Regions from separate parts of the Drosophila melanogaster genome. Here region 2 is linked to region 1. A link is a contact called in public Hi-C data. All regions are on one chromosome and are shown on one strand. The core of a region is the stretch at or near the end of the contact, and the rest is flanking DNA. Distances in the headings are between cores, read along the strand shown.

Region 1 (4,272 bases), core at 813-3,312:
TACCAAAAACTATATCCACGTAATTGTTCATATCAGCCGCTGCAAGTGTCCGAATGCCCCTTATCTAATCACAGAGATTAGCTGGTGCTATGTGTGTGGTTGTTCCCCTTATTTCTTCTGCATCCGCTGTAAATGTCTCTACGGTGTATATATACATAAAAAAGCCGTTTTAGGTCTAACGCTGAGATTACATTCATGGCAGGAAACCTTGAATAGCATCGATGGCTTAGGAGGCCAGGCCGCGCTGGCGTCGCTTCACGCGTGCGTAAGGTCCCACTGCTGGGTCCATGATGAAGTCGTACAGAACCCGGGTCCAGCTGGTGTGCTGTGGCATTGTGTCGTAGAATTCCTTAGCGATGCGCTTAACCTCTGGCAGCCTGGAGCCGGGCACCGCCGGAAAGTCGTGATGCTCGTTGTGGTAGCCCACATTGAAGGTGATCCAGTTGAGCGGACCGTAGTAGGAGTACGTCTCAAAGCCCTTGGCGAACATGTAGTGCTCCGAGATAAAGTGTCCGGCCACCGGGTGCAGTCCCATTGCTAGAATACTGCCGATCAACAGATAGGCCAGTGGCTTCCAGCCCAGAAAGTAAACGATCAGGGCGTTGAAAGTTAGCTGCACCACGGTGTTAATAATCTCCAGGCGTGTAGGTGGCTTCGGGTTAATAATCAGTGGACGGAAAATGTAAAAAAAAGGCTGCAGGCACACCCACAGAAATTTTCCAAATGTGGTGTCAAACAGGCGCGCCTCCAGCAGTGTGGGTATGTCAGTGTCAATTGCCTCATCACCTTGGTAACTGAAAGGACAAATAAACGTTACAGTTTATTGAGCTGGTGAACGGTGAACAATGTATGCATAGCATGTAGTTAGCAATATAATTTTTTTAGAATGCAGATAGTTTGTGATGATTTACGTACATGACTTATTTTAGACTTAGTTGGGACTGAGAAGCGAACATTTGGGATTGGGACGTTGTTGAACGACAATCAATGATCCGCCCAATGGTGCACCTGGGCGATAAGATAAACACTATCTACGACTAGAAACATAGTGAATGACTGTAACTGTAAACATAAACAACACTCATAAAATTAGTTTGAATAATATTTCGGGAACTTTTTGCGGAAGGCGAAGCAGTGACTCAACTGAACGCGACTTGCAGCCGAGAAGTCGAGTGGCAAATCACTGAGCTACGTGACCAATTGAGCGCCTATTCGGATACACATATAACTACAACCTTATCTAATCGGCGCAATTAAGACGCACTCGATGCCCGGCAAAAGGGAACAACATGAAAACTGATTCACAAGTTTGCGGGGTGAAAATTCACATGAAACCCAATGGAGAGCAATCAGTGTTGAACAACACAAGCCGGCTTTTAAATGGATAAATGCGGAATGGGATGATGTTTTCGCTGTTTACTGTGTGACTACGCCCTATTGCCCAGAGAAAAGTGTTAATGCCCATGTGTGCGTGAGGGTGCGGTTTAGGGTATGAATTCGAACCGATTGGCACGTACCGGTGATGTTCCAGATGGTACTTTTTGAAGGAAATGCTCATGGGCAACCCGATGGGCAGGTTGCAGATGAAGCCCAAGATCCGGTTGTGCATAGGTCTGCTGTGTCCAAAGGCCAGGTTGTGCGAGATCTCGTGAACGGCCAGCATCAACGAGTGGTTGATGATGCCGCCGAAGCAATAGGCGGCCACGATGAGCCACGACCACGACAGGTCCTTCACGACGAACAGCGCCAGGATCTGTGTGAGCACCATTGCGCCGGCCACCCACTTGAAATTCGGGTCGTGGCCAAAGAGCTTCTTGATCTGCGGGTACTTCTCCAGTATGATCTTGCGCCGCGAGGCGTGCGGCTCCTCCGTGTACACCCACTCGAAGTCGGTGCGCGAAACTTTCTGTCCCATCTTGGATGCTTGGACTGGTTGCGGTTATGGGTTATTACGGGTGACGTGCTACAGGTCGGTGTTAGTTGGCCAACATTATCGACCGGCGCGAGGAAGGAAACTGTCCAAACATCCAACTGGGCGGATTGAAAAATTAATATGACCTGACGTGATAGGGCTGCGAGTCGAATCGATAGATTATCGATAGCTTGTTATCAGAATTTCAACCGATAAGTTGATGTGAAGGCTTAACGAAATGCAACTTACCCACTGCGCTTTCGTTTTAAAAGTATATGCAGTGGAGTGGTGTTGAAAGTTTTAAAAAATTAGTTTAACTTTTGGAACTCATCTTGCTTAGAGAGCTGGTTTTAAAGCGAAAGCTTATGAAATTGGCTAAAAAGGTTTGGGTTAATATGAGGTTAACCCAAACCGTACGTAACAGATACATAAAAACTTTTCAAAAACAGCCATTTTCGTTCTACTGTTTTGAGATAAGGAATTTACTTCCGCTTTGTTAAACATAATCTACAATACCACCCAATTGTATATATCCACAGCTATATCAACTCATGCTATACACCCAATAGCGGCAACCATATATTTTTTGGCCATACCCCGAAAGATATATAGCTATATGTTAATACATTTATAGATCTGGGTGGATTCGCTGTGTGTTCGTGTTTAGCGTAAAATGTTGCTTCGGTTGTCAGCTGTTTTTTAGGAGTGGTATATTTAAACATAATGTGTACATATGTATTTTGTTTTGTTTTAATATATTTTTATCAATAGTTCTAGAAAAAGCTAAAACAAAGGTGCGGCAAAAAGGTGTTCTGATATTGTGGCTTTTGCGTTTAGTTCCTCGCTCTTCTTAGCAAGTGGTATCTTGTACCTGGTTTCAGATATTACTTTTTTTAGATAGATGCAAATGTTGTTTTAAGTTTTGTTTTTTTTTTTTTATATATTTGTATATATTTGTTGTTGCTGGTTGACAACGCAGTTTTAAAATTGATGATACACAGAGAACTAAATGGATACAGAGGGGTTCCGGCTAATCGGCAATTGGTGGTGGTGTTGCTGCCGCTTCCGCTGCTGCTGATGTTACTGCTGCTGCGCCGCTGCTGAAGATGTTGCTGCTCTGTCCTGGTTTAGTCCTTTTTTTGGGTGGTCGGTCGGCTGCCTTTTCGAATTAATATTTGAATAATAAATATTTAACTTGACTTGTTGATCTTTGAATAATTTATAGTTGCGCTCGGTTATCGATTTCGCAGTTCTTGTTTGCTGTTTTGCTCACTCACTTTTTGTTTAGAATTCTTTCTTAGTTGTTTTGCGGCTCAGCAGAAAAAATTTAAATCAAATCGGCAATATTAGCAGGCATTTCCTCAATTGTTGTGTGGTAGAACTGTTCAATATCCTTAAGGATTCGTCGATCATCATCTGTAATAAAGTTGATCGCAACACCCTTGCGACCGAAACGACCACCGCGACCAATTCTGAAATAGATTGAAAGTGATGGTATCATGTTTAGTATAGCACATAGCTGAGTAGATTCAGGGGCGAGGTGGTGAGCACTTACCTATGAATGTAGTTCTCGCGGTTCGAGGGCAGATCATAGTTGATGACCAACGACACCTGCTGCACATCAATACCGCGCGCCAGTAAATCAGTGGTAATCAGAACACGAGACGAGCCCGAACGGAATTGTTTCATGATGACCTCGCGATCACGCTGCTCCATGTCGCCGTGCATGGCCGAGACGGTGAAGTTGTGGATAGACATCTCCTGGGTCAGTTGGTCCACCTGAAGAATGGGTAGACATTTTTGTTAGCAACTTATCGGCTTTGCGATTGAAACTAATCCAGCTTCACACAATTATAAGAATGAGTGAATTTACCTTGCGACGGGTGTTGCAGAAGATTACCGACTGGGTGATGGACAGCGTATCGTACAGATCGCAAAGGGTGCCCAGTTTCCAGTTCTCCTGCTTCACGTTGACGTAAAACTGCTTGATACCCTCAAGGGTCAGTTCCTCCTTCTTAACCAGGATGCTGACGGGATCACGCATGAAGCAACGGCTCACTTCGAGCACATCCGGCGGCATGGTGGCGGACAGCAGGATGACCTGCACATCTGGGGGCAGCATCTTGAAGACATCCTGGATCTGATCCTTGAAACCGCGGGACAACATCTCATCGGCCTCATCCAGCACGAACAGCTTGATGTACTGGGTGCGCAGCACCTTGCGGTTGATCATGTCGTAGACGCGGCCAGGAGTGCCCACCACCACATGGCAACCGGATTCCAAGATGCGGGCGTCTTCGCGCACGTTAGTGCCGCCAATGCAGGCGTGCGAGTGCACCTTCATGTACTCGCCGAGCGCC
Region 2 (4,266 bases), core at 1,250-3,749, 480 kb before region 1:
TATACATATATGTTAAAAAAGGCGCAGACAAAAGACAACCTAAAGAGCGAAACGATGGTCGAAAATAAACTTGTTTTTAAGGTCAGCCGGGTGAGATATAAAAAATGCAGCAGTTCTTGTCGTTAACAAGTGATTAATACATTCAGGAATTGTTATCTATATACATACTGCAATAATTATTATATTGGGGAACTGTATTGGTGGAAACCTTCGTAATGTTGTCCTTTCTCTTTGCAGGCACACGACTTGGCTTCGATCATCCCAAGGGAATGTACGATGTGGGACTGCAGTCTCGAAAGACCCTGTTCCGCATTCAGGCCGAGCGAATCCTGAAGCTGGAGGAGCTCGCCCAAGAGGCGAATGGAAAACGTGGACACATCACTTGGTACATCATGACGTCGGAGCACACGGTGCAACCCACATACGACTACTTTGTGGCCAATAACTTCTTTGGCCTGAAGGCGGAGAACGTACTGTTGTTCGAGCAGGGATCACTGCCGTGCTTTGAATACGATGGACGCATCATTCTGGACGAAAAGCATCGGGTGGCGCGTGCGCCGGACGGCAACGGAGGAATCTATCGGGCTATGAAGCGCCAGGGGATTCTGGACGATATGCAGAAGCGTGGTGTCTTATATCTGCATGCCCATAGCGTGGACAACATCCTGATCAAGGTGGCCGATCCCGTTTTTATCGGCTACTGCGTGCAGGAGAAGGCCGACTGCGCCGCTAAGGTGGTGGAGAAGGCAGCTCCCAACGAGGCTGTGGGCGTGGTGGCCATTGTCGATGGCAAATACCAGGTGGTGGAGTACAGCGAAATCTCGGCCAAAACAGCCGAGATGCGCAATTCAGACGGCAGGCTGACCTTCAGTGCTGGCAACATTTGCAATCACTTCTTCAGCTCGAACTTCCTGCAGAAGATTGGCAGCACATACGAGCAGGAGCTGAAGCTGCACGTGGCCAAGAAGAAGATTCCCTTCGTGGACAACGCCGGCAAGCGTCTAACGCCCGACAAGCCGAACGGCATCAAGATAGAGAAGTTTGTCTTTGACGTCTTCGAGTTCGCCCAGAAGTTCGTGGCCATGGAAGTGCCACGCGACGAAGAGTTCAGCGCGCTAAAGAACTCCGATGCAGCTGGCAAGGATTGCCCCAGTACTGCCCGCTCGGACCTCCATCGCCTGCACAAGAAGTATATCGAAGGCGCCGGTGGCATTGTGCATGGCGAAGTCTGCGAGATCTCGCCCTTCGTCACCTACGCCGGCGAGAATCTCGCCTCGCATGTGGAGGGCAAGTCGTTCACCAGTCCCGTCTACCTGCGGGACAGCCGCGATCCCTTGCACGGACACCTTTAAGATGTAGGGGATCTGCATGGACGCATAGACTGATGGACGGATAGTAGTCGTTTCGATTATTTGTAAATCTTTCGTATACCGTTGATGAACTTTATGATTCCCCAAACTGTAGTTAGTGCACGGAAATTCCATTGATTTCAGTACTTAAAGGAGACTTGTAAAAATTTGTTACCTATTGTGTCCGTTGATTTATTTTTCGTTTTTGAAATAATTGTGCAATCGTAATGTGAATATATACAATATATAGAACATGTAATGATATGAATATTTTAATATGTTGTAAAATACAAAAATTATTAGTACGGCCAAGCGATTGAATTTTCACTTCTTGGTCAAGCAATGGATCTTTTGCAGAAATACTCTAGACCAATCCCATATTTGAACAAGCGCCATTCTCTATTTACAAGGTTGTTAAATAGATATCAGGGAAATGTCTTGTTGGATGGACTAATCATATAAAAGCAATTGCTGGGCAAACAAACCTCTTGTTTTCGTGCCAACTTGAGTTCTAAAGAAAAGAGTTACCTTAACTATGTAAACCCATTTAGTTGGAAGTTCTTTTGCTAAGAAGTCATTATTTTTGTATCCAGAATATCTCAGAATATATTAACTATCTATCTGATTATGTAATGCTCTTGGTTTCTTATAAAATTTACATATTATATAGACGTCAGAGCTCATATGCTTCAAACCAGTTCTAATTTGCATTGATTATTGATGGACCAGTAGTAGTTTAGCTATTTTCCTACGTTTCAGACTAGGGACTTACATTAAACTAGACCAAGCTAGTCAGGAATATTCTTAAAAAAAGTATTAAAAAGCTTAACGAGCTTTGCTACTTTCTCTTACAGTTATTTTATTCATGTACATACATACATATATTATTATAATTCACCATTATAACTCCCCCTTTTCATATTGTTATGCTTAATAGACCTATTTCCGCAACAATAAACAAAAAGGGCCGACTGCAATCAGTGCGTGAACACTTGATATTGCTTTTCCATTTAATTGGAACAACCTAATTATGTTGCATGTTTAAATTTTCCGCCAAGAACTCGAAAATTAAGTCACACTATTCCGCTCTACGGTAACACTTGAAGCGTGAACACTTTTCAAATATCGACCACTGGTTTATTGTAACGGTCGAGAAACGGTCACGCTGGAACGAACTGCAGGCAGTGGGTCGTCAAAATTTTGTTGTTAATCAATAGCAATTAGATAATAAGTGAAATAATGCTCAGACAACTGACACGGTCAATGGGCCCGACCTCGCGGCTGCTTAAGCAGGTCAACTATGGCACAAATGCCCCAGCTGGCACCCACATTCCCGTGACCAAGGCCCTGGAAATTGGACAGTGGGAGGAAAAGCTCAAGGCCGCCGGCGTCGAGGACAGGAAGTTCAACGTGAAATGCATCGTGTCGCATGTCCTGAAGCAGAAGTTTGTAAGTATCTGTGAGAAAAGCTGGCTATCAACATCACTAACCATGTTTACGTTCCGTAGAGTTCGGTTCCTGACTCATTTGACCAGCTGCAGCTAAATCCCGGCCAGCTGGCGGATTTCGAGCGCTTCCTGGAGGCCCGTTGTGCCCGCATGCCGTTGCAGCACATCATTGGCGAGTGGGACTTCATGGACATTACGCTGAAGACATCGCCGTCGGTCTTCATTCCACGCCCCGAAACGGAGGAGTTTATGCGCCTGGTGATCGATGATCACAAGAACGCAAAGCACGTCGATCTTTTGGAGGTGGGCTGCGGCTCGGGCGCCATGTCCTTGTCCATGCTACACAGTCTGCCGCAGGTGGTGGCCACTGCCATTGAGCGTAGCAAGGCGGCAACCGTTCTGGCTGCGGAGAATGCCAAAATGCTGGGGCTGCTGAATCGATTTGAGGTACACAACCACACCATGGAGGAGGACAAGTACCTGCCGGAGGCGCTGAAGGACAAGAAGTACGATTTGATCATCTCCAATCCTCCGTATGTGAAAACTGAGGAGTTTCAGTTTCTGCATCCCGAAGTCGTGGTGTAAGTGATGTTATACCAGATGGATGCAGTGCACTAACTATCTTATATCCCCAGGTATGAGAACCTTAATGCCCTGGACGGTGGGTCCGATGGATTGAGGGTGGCTCGACTGGTTTTCGACTTGGCTTGTCGGCACCTGCGTCCCGGTGGCAAGCTCTGGCTGGAACTGGGCAACGACCACCCGCCGATGGTGAAGACCATTATGAATCTGAAGTACGAGGGCCGGCTCAAGTTCATCGCCGGCTACAGTGACCAGTATCAGCGCGAGAGATTCGTTCAGATCGAGAAGGTCTAGGCGAGATTGCGCCATAGACAGGACGGAATGCTATGACTTTGACAATGCAATTAGCTATAACGTTGCCCATGCATTTAGCTGTGATTTGATTTAAGACCAGACATACCTGCACGCTGCCCAGAGACTCACACCTATATAAACAGAATATATAGCGCTATTAATCCTTAAGTTTCGTCTCTGAATCTTTTAGCAACAACCGCAGGCGGTATTACTTCACAAATATACCTGTATAAATTGCACAATGCAATTAGCTGTTTGATTTATGACCATATTATTATCAGTATACAAAAACCACAACGACTTTTACCTAAGGCTTTCTACTGCATTTTTGATCCTATAATAATGGATTAACATGATTTTAAAGATCAATAGGTTAAAAGTATAATGCACCTATAATAACTGGTCACTGATTTAAACTATGGCGATTATGATTTATAACCAGAGGCTTGCTGCCATAAATTGGAGGGTGTTAATGATCATCGCGGATCGAGTATAATGCTGTTTAATCAAACTGATGTATTCTATATCTGCGATAAGCAAAATGCTAACCATATTTTTGGCCTGAAAGATGTGTATCCTGTCAATATATAGAA

Evidence for each region. Hi-C and Micro-C count contacts between places; a contact is called where the count stands out from the background.
Region 2: a Hi-C map of the Kc167 cell line shows a contact between it and region 1, with 2.7 times the contacts expected there. The contact joins the promoter of HemK1 here to the promoter of ifc in region 1. A contact is called at or near these places in 13 of 107 Hi-C or Micro-C datasets (the Kc167 cell line, the S2 cell line, cellular blastoderm embryo and 4 more) and 1 of 6 datasets of contacts at active chromatin or transcription factors (the Kc167 cell line).

The regions. Positions count from the first base shown.
Region 1 is chr2L:5,984,138-5,988,409 of dm6, reverse strand. ifc (infertile crescent) reads right to left here and starts at 2,062. Exons shown (of 2, transcript NM_057246.5): 1 at 1,518-2,062; 2 at 1-794. The coding sequence starts at 1,915. The coding sequence ends at 227. eIF4A (eukaryotic translation initiation factor 4A) reads right to left here. Exons shown (of 5, transcript NM_001258978.3): 3 at 3,786-4,272; 4 at 3,468-3,691; 5 at 2,501-3,384. The coding sequence ends at 3,240.
Region 2 is chr2L:6,465,931-6,470,196 of dm6, reverse strand. HemK1 (HemK methyltransferase 1) reads left to right here and starts at 2,499. Exons shown (of 3, transcript NM_135187.4): 1 at 2,499-2,798; 2 at 2,858-3,378; 3 at 3,433-3,980. The coding sequence starts at 2,589. The coding sequence ends at 3,673. It overlaps mmy (mummy), which reads left to right. Exons shown (of 3, transcript NM_001298744.1): 3 at 238-1,659. The coding sequence ends at 1,352.